Regions from separate parts of the Zea mays genome. Here regions 2, 3 and 4 are each linked to region 1. A link is a contact called in public Hi-C data. All regions are on one chromosome and are shown on one strand. The core of a region is the stretch at or near the end of the contact, and the rest is flanking DNA. Distances in the headings are between cores, read along the strand shown. Region 1 holds the start of LOC541708 (eucaryotic initiation factor 7). Region 2 holds the start of LOC100192842 (Protein NRT1/ PTR FAMILY 5.2). Region 3 holds the start of LOC100278716. Region 4 overlaps LOC103626186 (a long non-coding RNA gene).

Region 1 (3,262 bases), core at 621-3,120:
GCTTCAATAAACGACTATTTAGTGCCTTGGGTAGGTCCTTACCTTGCAAAGTTTATAGCATGTAGGCATTACCAGCTATGACTTGTGTGATTCTGTAAGGGCCTTCCCAACTTGGTGACCATTTGCCGAACTTTTGGTCCCTACTTCTTAGTGGCAAGATGGTCTTCCACACCAAGTATCCTACCTGGAATGACTTAGCCTTGACCTTCTTGTTGTAAGCTTTGTCAACCATCATCTTGTCTTTCTCAGTCTCTCCTAGAGCCACCAATCTCTTGTTGGTTACTTCATCAATATTGTCCATCATTAAATTATAGTAATCTTCGAATGCTAGATCATTCTGCCTGGCACACCTAACAACATTTAGGCTTATCTCCACAGGCAAAACAACTTCCTATCCATAAACAAGGTCAAAAAGAGAGACTTAGTAGCATGGTGTTTAGATATTCTATGAGCGCACAAAGCCTCAGACAAAACCTTATGCCAATGTCTAGGATGATTAGATATTTCTTCTTTATAAGGCTAATCAACATCCTATTACTAGACTCGGCCTGTCCATTGGCCTGAGCATGATATGGAGATGAAATTAGCAACTTGATCTTATATAATTCAGCAAACTCACGTATCTTCTTTAACATAACAGAAGTCCCCTGGTCTATAGTCAAAGTTTGGGGAACATCAAATTTGTGTCATGTTCTTTAGAGCAACGAATTCGGTCCATTTGGTGAAGTAATCTGTGGCAACCAACGCAAATCGATGTCCTTTTGATGATGAAGGATGAATTTCTCCTACAAAGTCCAAACCTCACCCCCTAAGGGCCAAGGTTTGATAATAGGATGTAGTTCGGCTGCGGGGACTGGCTGTAGATCACCAAACTTCTGACATACTTGACATCCTCTGTAATATTTTAAACAATCATCTATCATGTCCGACCAATCGAAACTAGACCTTATCAACAACCACTTCATTTTTGGAGTCGATTGATGAGTACCACAAATCGCTTCATGCACTTCGACCATAGCTAATATAGCATCATCTTGGCCCAAGCATTTAAGTAGGACATCATCAACAGTTCGGTGATAAAGTTTAATATCAATTAAAATATACTTGAAAGTTGTACGCTGAACATTCCTGTTTGTCGAAACACTGGGATTACGTAGGTAATTAAAATATACTTGAAAGCTGTATAAAGTCGAAGGACCTTTAGGTGCTGCTAACTGATTTTTTTTCTTTACTCAAGCAGTTTCTCCTTCAGTCCACAGAACAATTGTTGATTCATCTACGAGTTGCATCAAGTTTTGTTTCCTTATAACAGACCTATTTGGTAAACCTACATGTGCTTGTACTCATGCAATGCATGATATCTTGTATTATAACTTTCTGCTTGTTATTTTTCTACCTTAGCACAAGGTGGTTGTTGATCATTGCCCTGTTTTGGTTGCTTCGGGTTACTAGAGCAGGTTACGTGAGTGGCCGATGAGTAATTCATTTTATTGTATATGTTGGATTTGTTCGATGTGTAAAGCTTTTAATATATGTACAAATTCGTAACTTTTAAAAGATGCTAACAAGAATATAAAATAGTAATTAGTATTTTTAATTCTAATATATTTATTATAATATGTTTACTCCGTAACAACGCATAGACGTTCACTTAGTTAAGATTTAAGATTGAGATAGAGACTACTGGGCCGGAGCGTTAATAGGGATCTGTTTGAGAAGATGCTCTAAGCTAGCAAAAAGAAGTGTGCTAAGATTTGTGTGCAATCCAACATAAACTGGGCCGGAGCCCAATCTTATTACACGCGCGTTCCAAACACGCCTTTTTTTCTTCGTCTCCTCATTCCTCAAAGAGCCGGAAGCCTTCTCCGTTCTCTCCGTTTTTCCCCTTCGCGTATCTTCGTCCGCCGCAACCCTTCACGTATCGTCTCTCTCTCACACGGTCACACCCTGACCTCCCCCCTCCCCCTCCCAGAAAAGACCCCTCGAAAAACGGCGGCGCTGCGACATGGCGGAGGTCGAGGCTCCAGCTACTGCGGTCGAGGCTCCAGCTGCTGCGGTCGCGACGACGACCCCTGAGGTGGCGGCGCCCGAGGCCGGAGCCGCTACGGAGGCGAAGGGTCCGCACAAGCTTCACCGGCAGTGGACCTTCTGGTACGACATCCAGACGAAGACCAAGTCCGGGGCTGCGTGGGGCACCTCCCTCAAAAAGGCCTACACCTTCGACACCGTTGAGGAGTTCTGGAGGTACGTTGGCGATGCGCCGGATACCTTCATGGCCCGGTTCCCTTTCCTGATCACTCCCGTTCTGATCTGGTCTGGATGCCGTGGTGGTTTCTGGGTAGTGGGTACCAGTTTATGTGCGTGTTTTTGGCCGTTCATGTGGCGGCGGGAGCTGTCCATACAGTAGATTGGGTTCTAGGTAACCTTAGTGCCAACAAATTTGAAACGATTATATGACAAATTCGATTAGATCTTGTTTATTCATGGTATCGCTGTTTCCTGTTTGCGTCGGATTTGATTGCCTAATCGCTGATTGCCCGTGGCTGATTTTTCACGTAAGCCGTCCCGTGTAGTTGTGTGTATATAGGGTATGGTAAAAGCTGAAGTGGGAGCCTCTTGATTTAAGCTAAGGGTGTGTTTGGTTTGGCTTTTGACTTTGGCTTTTACCTCCTAAAAGCCAAAAGCCAAACCAAAGGGCTGGATCTAGGAAGCAGCTTTTTCTAAAAGCCGACTTTCTTGCAATGTAAAACTGAAAGCACCTCTGGACCTGCTTTTAGCGGCTTTTGGATGGAACTGTGAAAATATATATGGAAAAACTTTTAGCGACTTTTAGTGGTTTCCACCAAACACTTTTTAGATTTTTAACAGCTCACAGCCCACAGCAGCTTTTCTCACAGCTCACAGCCCACAACAGCTTTTTTCACAGCCACAGCCCAACCAAACAGACCCTAAATCGAGAGCCCAAAGCGAAAGTAAACTCACTGTCAGAATTACCAAAACCAATAAAGGAAGAAGGAAATAGAAGCCAAATCCATTGGTTTACATCTTCAGCGACCTCCGTCTCGAGGGAGCTCTGGCTTAAGGTTTTGGGTTGGGGGAGCTGTACTGTTTCTAACCTTAGAAGGGTATAGGTGCCAGGGGATGCGGCTTGACTGGCGGTTGGGCCAAACTGGCAGCAGGGGCTAGGGGCTGGGCTTTGCTTCTCCACTTGGGATTTGGGGAGGGTGGGGGTGGGCAGGCAATGGAGGCGCCGCTGGACAGG
Region 2 (3,474 bases), core at 131-2,630, 180 kb after region 1:
GGTCGGATTCTTCGTCTGCATCTCAATCAGCCAATCTAGCTCGTGCGCTGAGAAGTCTTCATTCATCTCAAGCCAATCCGGACTAGGCCAGGATGTCTGGGCAAGTGAGCCTACTGCATGGGGCATGGCTACTTGTCTTGTTGACTCGTCCGATCGATGGATACCCCGCCCCCAGCTACTGGAGCTGGTTTTTCTGCTTGCCGCCGGATCCTGGCGAGGCGACGACGTAGTACTACTCATCTTTGTCCGTTGCGCGTGGACACACTCGATCGGGGGCTAGCCTACTACTAGCCTAGGGCCGCAGCAATCGACACACGAGATACCTACGCCGCTACGCGTGCCTGCTCGCGACCGGTGATATGCCCTGCGCTCGCCGCCACACATGCCATCTGGGAGCTGGTCGGCCGGAGAGGCCCGGAGTTGAACCCAGGGGCCTTGTTTGAAACGGACGTACTAATACTAGACTAGCACAGTTTCCGTTGCATTAATTGATGCATTATTGAATCAATCTTTCAACTTCTAAGTTACTATCCTTTAGGGCATGTACAGTGGTGTTTAATGTGGGGGCTCTTAAGGTGTTTTAGGGGGTTATTTGCAAAAAAATCTTAGAGCCGTCTCTCCGTGAAGAGACGCATCTGGCTCGTAAACCAAGTAACAACAGACGCCTCACTTCCCACTGTACGAATTTGTCGTCTGTTCTATCGATCTGATGCTATACAAATACATTTAATTCTGTATTTATTAACAGACTACGTTTAGAGACACTCCATTGTACAATAGAGTCTCTTAGTTCTCTCCTGTGCTTGGAGAACCGTTTTGGTGTCTCTCCACTGTACATGCCCTTATATCCTTAGAGTAAGTTTAATAATAGAGCTTGTTGTTGGCTCTAACTTTTTTACCATGTCATTTATTGTCAATAATAATCACACTCATATAATAAAATTGATTCTAAGCTTGGCTCTTAGATGAATCCCTTGTCACTTTCTTTTTCATCCTTTTATCTTAAAGCTCATGTATCACCTAGCTCTTACATTAGAGCCAACTCCCTCTACCTTTTGATGTCTCTCTTCCACGTAAGAAAAAGAAAAAAATGTCATGTAAGTAGGTTTAGAGCTCATTATTGTACTTGCTCTTAGAACAGAGGAACTAATTAATAAGCTTTGTTAACCCATGCATGAATGAATGAATGAATGGTCGATGGAGTGTAGCTTATCCGAAGTGAAGAGTTCCAAACCTGAATGGAAACTGAAAAGCAGCTCTCCTAGTCCTACACACAGTTTCAGTCCCACGTTGACCCGGCCCGTGGAGGACCGGGGCTTATATAAAGCGCGCCCACCAGCTGCTAGAGCTGGCACACGAGCTAGATCAGCGGCCTGGAGCTGCTGGAGAGAGAGAGAGAGAGAGAGAGAGAGAGAGAGAGAGAGGTCAGGTCACCCCATGGCGGAGAGGCTGGAGGCGGGCGCTGGCGACGACGATGAGTACACGCAGGACGGCACGGTGGACCTCCACGGGAACCCGGTGCTCCGGTCCAAGCGGGGAGGGTGGAAAGCATGCGGCTTCGTTGTAGGTACGTACGTACGTACGTACGGGAAATCATACTACCGGCCGGATTATCGGCTTCGTCGTTGTAGTTGTAGGCAGCAGACTCTGTTTTATTTTCCACTAATCAAACCGGCCGGGCTGGGTGTCTGGGGTACGTAAACACGCACTAGACAGGCTAACATGATGCCGTAGATAGATAGCAGTAGCACAAGCTGCTAGCTTGCAGATTAATTAGTAGCTCTGGAGGCCCCAGACGGGTTTGTACTTTGTAGGAACAGGATCCATGGCGGTAGGCAGGCAGTCAGGCTGAAGCCTGCCAATCACAGTCAGCCATGTGGTTGGCTTTGGATCCAGAGCGCTAGCTGCTGTGCTGCCCATCGGACCGTCACCCCGGCCGCATTCTCTGCGGTAGTACCAGTCGACCTCCGTCGAGCGGCCGCGCCCAAGCGCGAGACACGCCATGTACGTGAGCATGAGAGCTGTTTCTCCATGGATGATGGACGGAGGATGCTGAGCCAGAGTAGCATCACAGAAGGCCTATGCGCGCTGGGACACTGGGAGTGTCTGTCTGTCTGTCTGTCTCCGTGCAAGCTGAGCTGAGGCAATGCGTACTACTAGTGCTACTATAGTACTAATAGTATAGCATTCTTTTTGGGGACGCTAGATGCATCTTGAGCGAAATATATCTTTAATATAAATATTTATGTATAAAGAAATGAGATATAGAGTACGCCCCAAAGAGGTAAATAACAAATACAGGAGATAATATTTTTTTAGTGGGGACAATGAAAAAGGGATATATAAAGAAAAGCTGCTGAAGATAGTGAGAACCAAGGGATTCTCAAAGTACGCTTGCTAGCAGCTTGCCCCCCACAAAGCTATCTTCAGCAGGCCGTGTAAATGGATGTACAAAGTAATGTCTTTCATTATAAACTGTAATGTTTGTAGAGTAAAGTTTGAAATAAAAAGTAAGATTGAGAATGGGATGAGAAGTCTGTTAGAGATAGTCTAAAAGTTGTGTCCACGCACGAGGAAAGAAAAAAGAAAACGACGCCCTTGTTTTTGGAACTGGGGAAGCAAACAAACACCAGTAAACTCCCACCCTCCCACCTAAGGCCAGGCTGGTTCTTAACCATGCTGTTGCTGACGAAAAGCACAGGTAACTGCTAGTGCTGGGGAAGAAATTTGGGGGATGCTTGCCCCTGCCACCAAGCGTTTGGAACTATTAGACTTGTACCGATCGAGGCTTTCGCACGCTAGCTTCCACCCAGATTTCGGCTCGGTGTTGTGCTCCCTCGTGACAACGAAGGGCACGCGCCGTGTTCTGTTTGTCCGTTTCAGATTATCTCAGACGTACGTATGGATCATGGATGTCGCGTGTGCCTCTGTCATAGGGTAGCTTGCCATTTACATACATACATGCAGATGCAGTTTATCTTTTAACAATTGTAAGGCTGGGCCACACACGGCCAACTTGTTCAGAGATTTCGGCCAACTTGTTCAGAGATTTTGTCGTCGGATTTAGAGAGTAGTATGCAGTCTCTTTTGCTTTGGCATGCCGTCCCTTTCGGATGTGTCTGTCTCGTCAAGTTGGGCTCCTGGTTCGCCGATACTTTTCTGGCTCCGTTCAGTATCAAATGCAAACCAGGAGGGAAGAGAGAAAGATAGATAGATAGATAAATATAATAAACTAGTTAGTTAATTAAAATCCAGATCCTCAACATAATATCTGATTTTTTTTTTGGAATCGTTCGTGTGCACGAAGTGTACGAGGTGTTCGAGCGGATGGCGTACTACGGCATCTCGTCGAACCTGGTGCTGTACCTGACGACGAAGCTGCACCAGGGCGTGGTGCCGTCGGCGAACAACGTCACCAACTGGGTCGGCACCGTCTGGATGACGCCCATCATCGGCGCCTACATCGCCGACACG
Region 3 (3,183 bases), core at 277-2,776, 150 kb before region 1:
AATTCACTGAAATGCATCTTGATGTTGTTGGGAGGTTCCTTTAATTATGGCTGAAATGTAACAATGAGACCTCATCACTAAAAATTTATGACTTGGTTAATATTGGCTTTAATTTATGTATATCTTATGCTTATGGATTTCTCAAATATTAAAATAGTGTCGGTTTCATTTATTTTGATTGTTGTCATCTTATTGAATTGAATGAATTGAAGATACCATCCTGAATGTGGTAATATGACCAGGAAGGAGACCATATTCAGTTCATCCCTCATCGCGAAACAAACAAGAGATGGTACAACTCCAACCCAGTTTAACCCTGTAATCAAACAAGATAATAGGTTTAACCTGTCACTTAAACCAAATAAGGAACGGATCTGACCCAATCCAGAAAAATGGGTCGACTTCGACCGGATCCACGTCGTTCCGAAACCAAACACATGTCAAGTGACTCATGACTCATCCTGATACCATGATGACTTGGATGATTTGTACTACCTCAGCCCCCTTCATATACACTGCCATTCCACGACCGCCATTTTACTGACCATACATTTTCGTGATATTTCCAAAATAGAAGCTTCGCAATATTCCCTAAAAAAGGCTCTCCGCCTTTTCTGTAGATTTTCACTCTAGCATAACACTACTAGGACTAGTATTCCATTTCCCTTTCCTTAGGATGTGGAAATTCATTGATGATGACTCAGCTCGACGACATCTTTTCTCTTCTTTTTTGGAGATATCAGAAGAGCATACATGCATGTTCCAGCTGTAAAAGAAATATCCACGTCCTAAGCTTTAGTCATCTTCAGTACAAGGATAAGGTTATCCAAAAATAAATAGTAATAACCAGTTATTATTAATTATCCAATTTGGTGAGTGGCTTGGAGTGCTCTTTCCAATAATACTCTAGGTTATTAATATAACCAGTTGTTATTATTATGATTCAGCGTCAGCAATACACTCTACTAGGTTCCTAGTCTCGATGTGACGGGGTTCCGAGAGTTCTGCAGAACGAACATCCCCGTCAACCTCTGCCGCATGCATGTCGATTAGGTCGGCCACGCAACAGGCAACACAAACACATTGTGCACGTGGCATGATCCAGCGGCAGGACGGGCAGGAAGCCGCCGACCTTATCGGCAGTTCGGCTATGGACGGGCAGGAAGCAGCTCAGGTGCCGCCGTGTCGCCGGTTGCCATGGCCGACCTCTCTCATCCCTCTAGCTAGCAATCTAGCTGGCGATCGAGGTCGTCGTCACTAAAGCAAGTACACATGCTTCCATTGTTGGTGGTCGACGGTTGTCTTTCTTTGATTCTTTCGACTGCACGAGCATGACGGCGGCTTACAAAAGCATGCATGAAATGAAGCTGCTTGGACCTTTCGAACGATCGCCGTAGTGGATTGCCTCGTCACCATGTACGTGAGTGCGTGCTGCTGGTGGGTCCGAGTGGCGTCTTCGGTCGACGCGTGTCGGAATGCTCCCAGCATCCGAGCTTATAAAGCTGCGCATGGGAGGCTTCGTTTTGCACAGTATCTTCAGAAGCTACAGCTGCAGCACACAGATTCACAGATAGACCTCACCTACCTACTCCAGCTCGAAGCAGACAGAGCATCTAGCTAGCTAGTTGGTTAGTGGCAAAGAGCGTCCGTGACCTGTGAGAACCGACTGAGTGAACGATCATGGCGGCGGTGTCTCTGCTAGGCCCGTACACCGGGGGCAGCGGCTTGGGCGGGAGGCTCGTCCACGCCAGGAGCGGCGGCCGCCGGCCAGCTGCGGCGGTGAAGCGGCTGCTGTCGAGGTTGAGTCGCTCTTGGAGAAGACGCGCAGCGCGGCCGAGGCGAACCGCGGTGAGGTTCGGGTATGACCTGCATAGCTACTACCAGAACTTCGACGACGGCAGTGCCCCCTGCGCCCACCACCGCTTGTAGCTCGTGCAGCAGTGCTTATATGTTCGCTACTGTACTAATTGCCGGTGACTATTACTAGCTAGCTGTTACAGCCATAGACTCAATGTACATGATGATGCTTTAGTGTGGAGCTATATATTTGAAGCTTGGAATAGAAATGGATTTCTATATATTATTATAAGCTGATTCTGAGGGCTTCTGTCCCGTGTTCAGGCTTACGCATGTGCCACACCTGTATCCAACTGCCTGATGTTTTATTTCTTCTCGAACACGACGCGACCAGAAGAGCTCTTTAAAGCCATCTACAACGGAAAAAATTCTGTAGATACCCGATGTAACACCATCTTTTACATACTGTCGGCGTTTCGACCCCGGGGCTCCCTAGACAGACGAGAAAATTGTCGCTGCGTGTCCCAACCCAGATGGGTCGGCGCGAGACGGGACACAAAAGGGGAGAACAGTAAAGGGGAACCCGCGGCCTTCGTGTTGTCCTGCGCCCAGGGCGGATGGATGCGCTTGCAGTAGGGGGTTACAAGTGTTCGCGTGGGAGAGAGCGAGAGCCTTATGCGCCGGCCCGTTCTCCCGCGCGGCCAACCTTCTCATACGAGAGCCCTGGACCTTCCATTTATAGGCGTAAGGAGAGAGTCCAGGTGTACAATAGGGGGTGTAGCAGTGTGCTAACGTGTCTAGCAGAGAGGAGCTAGAGCCCTAAGTACATGCCGTCGTGGCAGTCGGAGAGGTTTTGGCACCCTGTTCATGTGATGGCGTGGCCGTCGGAGGAGAGCTGGAGCCCTGCGGAAGGACAGCTGTCGGGGCTGTCGAATCCTTGCTGACGTCTCCTTGCTTCCGTAAGGGGCTGAGAGCCGCCGTCGTCATGGAGCACGCGGAGCGCCATCATTATTTGTTTACTGGGGCGAGCCAGATGGGACGCCGGTCTTGTTCCCCGTAGCCTGAGCTAGCTAGGGGTAGGGTAATGATGGCCCCCCTGGCGACGTGGCCGGTCCGGACCCGAGTTTGGGCGAGGTGGCGGCTCCTCCGAGGTCGAGGTCGTGTCCGTCTTCCGAGGTCGAGGCTGAGTCCGAGCCCTGGGGTCGGGCGAGGCGGAGTCCGTCTTCCGAGGTCGAGGTTGAGTCCGAGCCCTGGGTCGGGCGAGGCGGAGACCGTCTTCCGAGGCTGAGGCTGAGTCCGAGCCCTGTGTCGGGCGAGGCGGAGTCCGTCGTCCAGCATCGAGGTTGAGCCCGAGCCCTGGGGTCGGGCGAGGCGGAGACCGTCTTC
Region 4 (3,447 bases), core at 367-2,866, 240 kb before region 1:
CTGTGAAATGATATGTCCCAAATATGATAACTCGGTTTTGCCAAAAGCACACTTTGATCTCTTCAGAAAAAATTTGTGCTCCCTGAGTATATCAAACACCAGCCTCAAGTGGTGTAAGTGCTCAGCCCAAGAACCACTATACACTAAAATGTCATCCAGGAATACCATTACGAATTTTCTGAGAAAAGGAGCTAGAATGAAATTCATAGCGCACTGGAAAGTAGCTGGGGCGTTGGTAAGACCAAAGGGCATGACCCCAAACTGGTAATGACCCTGGTGAGTTTTGAAAGCTGTTTTGTATTCCTCAGATTCCTGCATTCGAATCTGATGGTAGCCTGCAGTGAAATCTAGACTGGTAAAATATTGTGTACCCGCTAGTTCTTCCAAAATTTCTTCCACTAGGGGCATCGGAAATCTGTTCTTGATAGTGAGATCATTTAACTTCCTATAGTCCACACAAAAACGCCAGGGTCCATCTTTTTTTTAACTAGAAGGACTGGTGAAGCAAAAGGACTGGTGCTAGGGGTGATCAAACCAGCCTGCAGTAGTGTAGTGACCTGCCTTTCTATCTCATCTTTGTGAAAGGGGGAGTACCTGTAAGGCTTAGAGTTTACAGGCACTGATCCAGGCATTAGTGGTATGCAGTGATCAAACTGTCTCATGGGTGGCAACTGGGTGGGGACAGTAAACAGGTCATCAAACTCCTGTAGCAACAACTGAATATCAGCTTTATTAGTCTGAATACCAGAATCAGATGTAGACTCCACTAGGACCATGGCCCAAATGTCATTTCCTGTCACCCATTTTTGCACTTGTAGTGCTGATACTTCCTGAATTGCTGAAACCTGATGCACATCATCACCATATAAAGTGACAGATTTCCCTGCATTCTGAAATTTCAGCACTTTGTGTACCCAATCACATTCCATAGGAAATCAGTCATTTAGTTGGGAGGTCTCGGTCATTGATGCCCTAGAGTATATATGTGGGAGCCTTGCCACCCTCGAGCCATATATGTGCCACCTCAAAGTCACCGGAGTAAAGTCGTGAGGGAGGGACCGAGGGAGAGAGAGAACACAGAGAAGATGACCGCCACCGTGGAATCTCGCCTATGGGGCCATTCAAAACAGGTGGGGTGGTTTGGGAGCATCGCTGGGTTGTGAGGATCGTGCAAAAGGGTTTCCAGGATATGGGAGGTCGACAGCGCGTGGTGATTTCTCACCGGAGTACAGAAGTTATAGCGGATCCGCCGTGCCCCAACTGACGGTGAGAAGACACATCTGCCTATAGCACTCATTTGCGCATAAGACACATCTGCCTATAGCAAGGAATTTCTCACTGGAACTGGGTCGTCGCCACGGTTCTGCACCGAGCAGTGGGCTGTGTTGTCATCGCCTTAAACGTCAGTGAGAAGTCCCTACTCTTTTCGCGCGAGGCCTACTTCATATAGCTTCATACGAGGGTGATTAGTTCACCAGGGAATGGTTGGACGTCGAGCCGGTGAAAGCGCTGCCACAGAAAGCATGGGAGCCAGCTCGGTTGTGGACGGGGGAGGAAGAAGATCCAGGTGCCGTCCAATTTGGATTGAATGGATAATATTAGATCATGACGAATTCAATCTGGGCCATCGGGATTGAAGCGAACGCATAGGATTAAGCCGAAGTTCGTGGATTAAACTAGTGTCGCTGATCTAAGATTGAACTTTTGATAAAGAGCCCCTACCTTTTTGCATAATCAACCTGCCATCCTCAGGCCATGGAGAATCCTTACACCTAGGTCCTTGGGACTTTGCAGAAATACCCTTAAAGCTAATCCTTGATATAAAAATAATATTAAACTAGATATATATGCCCATGCGTTGCCACGAAAGTTAAAAATTAGTGTAAAATATAGATAAAGGATAACAAACATCACTATGATAAATATGTAACTTAGAAACTGTAAAAGTTGGTGCTTTATTCTGAACAAATTTTGAAGAAACAAATTAAAAAAATTAAAATATAGATCCATTATTCCAAATTTTAAATGGTGGCGGTAGCACTGGAACACCTCATTGCACAAGCTCCACTATACTTCAAATGTGTCCTATTAGTATGCAGGGCATACTGCAATTCTAATAGATTGAAATAGAAAACTTTTCATTCCACGTGACATCCACTCCAACACTTTTCTTTATCGCTAATCACAAATGATTCTGTAAAGGATGGTCATAATCTACAAACTCTATCCATCCGTTTAAATCTGATTCATATAATATGTTTTTCCAAAAAATATGAAACTTCTTATGGGCAAACAACAAATTAAATAGAACCTACTTAAACATATTAACTGAAAACTAAGGTTGCTAATAAAGAGGAGGGAAGAAACAAAATCTATGTGAACCTATACACAGGTCGTTTCCGTCCTTCACAAAGAAAACCTGAAATGTTTCAGCTCCAAAAACAACGCCACAACCCCTTTTGGAATCAGCGACCATGCACACAACCTACTCCTTCAGGTCTTGTTCGTTTATGCCGGATTGGTGGGTCGGAACGATTCCTAATCGGATTGCTTCTCTAATTTATATAAACTTTGATTAGCCGGAACGATTTCGGGTGCAATCCGACGTAAACGAACAAGGCCTCACTTGAACCCAAGTTATTCATGTTGTAGGCCAAATTTCCAATGAGTGACAAGTTTGGTAAAAGGCTATAGCTACAAAGAAAGGGAAATACAGTGAGAGGGAGTTAGAAGTGAAGCTGTGTTAGCAGGTTCCTGCAACTATACTGCATCATGAGGCTCACATATCTCAAATACCACGACACAATCATCTAATAGTGCATCAAGGACTAAATATCAGAGTTGTCAAAAACTGAATCGCAAATGGCTGTGTTAAGAGCAACAATTAAATCAGCATTGCAGCAGGCGCAGAGTGGATGTACACTTGAACCGGATGTCGACATCGTTCTTGGTGAGCTCGGTGGCGTTGATCTACTCCATGGAAATGTTGGCGAGGTCCTTGATGCTGTCATCCATGAACAACCACATGTGCTCCTTCTCCAGCTTCACCTTCTCTTGCGGGTTTAGTCCGATCGGGTACTTTTACTTGAGAGCCTAGTTCCCTCTCTCCTGTGCCTCGACCCTCGGCTTTAGCCGCTCCACTGGGACCTCCTGTCTCGCTAGCAGGGACGATGGTATAAAGGACCTCGTCCTATAAGAAATATTAGTGATATTTATATTTTTAAATAAATTTATTGAAAATAGATCCAAAGATATATTGAATAATACTAATTATGTATTGTATATTTAATCAAAGTTGAATGTTTGGAAGATAAAATTTTAGTGCTGCAAATACGAATTGCATTCAAATAGGTGTAATATAATAACTTCTCGTGGTTAACGTTGAGGATTTACATGCCACATCATTCAGAGTTTCCGATAAGAGGAACATGACAGAAAAGTTCTAAC

Evidence for each region. Hi-C and Micro-C count contacts between places; a contact is called where the count stands out from the background.
Region 2: a Hi-C map of leaf shows a contact between it and region 1, with 3 times the contacts expected there. The contact joins the promoter of LOC100192842 here to the promoter of LOC541708 in region 1. A contact is called at or near these places in 8 of 25 Hi-C or Micro-C datasets (bundle sheath, ear, endosperm and 3 more).
Region 3: a Hi-C map of bundle sheath shows a contact between it and region 1, with 2.7 times the contacts expected there. The contact joins the promoter of LOC100278716 here to the promoter of LOC541708 in region 1. A contact is called at or near these places in 2 of 25 Hi-C or Micro-C datasets (bundle sheath and ear).
Region 4: a contact with region 1 is called in a Hi-C map of bundle sheath, with 3 times the contacts expected there. The contact joins the enhancer-like site here to the promoter of LOC541708 in region 1. A contact is called at or near these places in 4 of 25 Hi-C or Micro-C datasets (bundle sheath, ear, leaf and 1 more).

Annotation. Positions count from the first base shown.
Region 1 is chr5:31,597,451-31,600,712 of Zm-B73-REFERENCE-NAM-5.0, reverse strand. LOC541708 (eucaryotic initiation factor 7) reads left to right here and starts at 1,870. Exons shown (of 5, transcript NM_001111447.2): 1 at 1,870-2,244. The coding sequence starts at 2,006.
Region 2 is chr5:31,420,376-31,423,849 of Zm-B73-REFERENCE-NAM-5.0, reverse strand. It overlaps LOC100192842 (Protein NRT1/ PTR FAMILY 5.2), which reads left to right and starts at 1,380. Exons shown (of 3, transcript NM_001138032.1): 1 at 1,380-1,567; 2 at 3,308-3,474. The coding sequence starts at 1,438.
Region 3 is chr5:31,746,145-31,749,327 of Zm-B73-REFERENCE-NAM-5.0, reverse strand. LOC100278716 reads left to right here and starts at 1,526. Exons shown (of 1, transcript NM_001328336.1): 1 at 1,526-2,086. The coding sequence starts at 1,681. The coding sequence ends at 1,929.
Region 4 is chr5:31,840,765-31,844,211 of Zm-B73-REFERENCE-NAM-5.0, reverse strand. LOC103626186 (a long non-coding RNA gene) reads right to left here. Exons shown (of 2, transcript XR_552754.4): 2 at 2,627-3,190. Among protein-coding and RNA genes, the nearest start is that of LOC103626186, 3.6 kb to the right of the region's middle. Within about 2 kb of position 1,616, at least 8 of the 20 cell types and tissues checked have an H3K27ac peak or open chromatin away from gene starts, as enhancers often do. A contact at or near this core is called in bundle sheath and leaf, where this site is marked.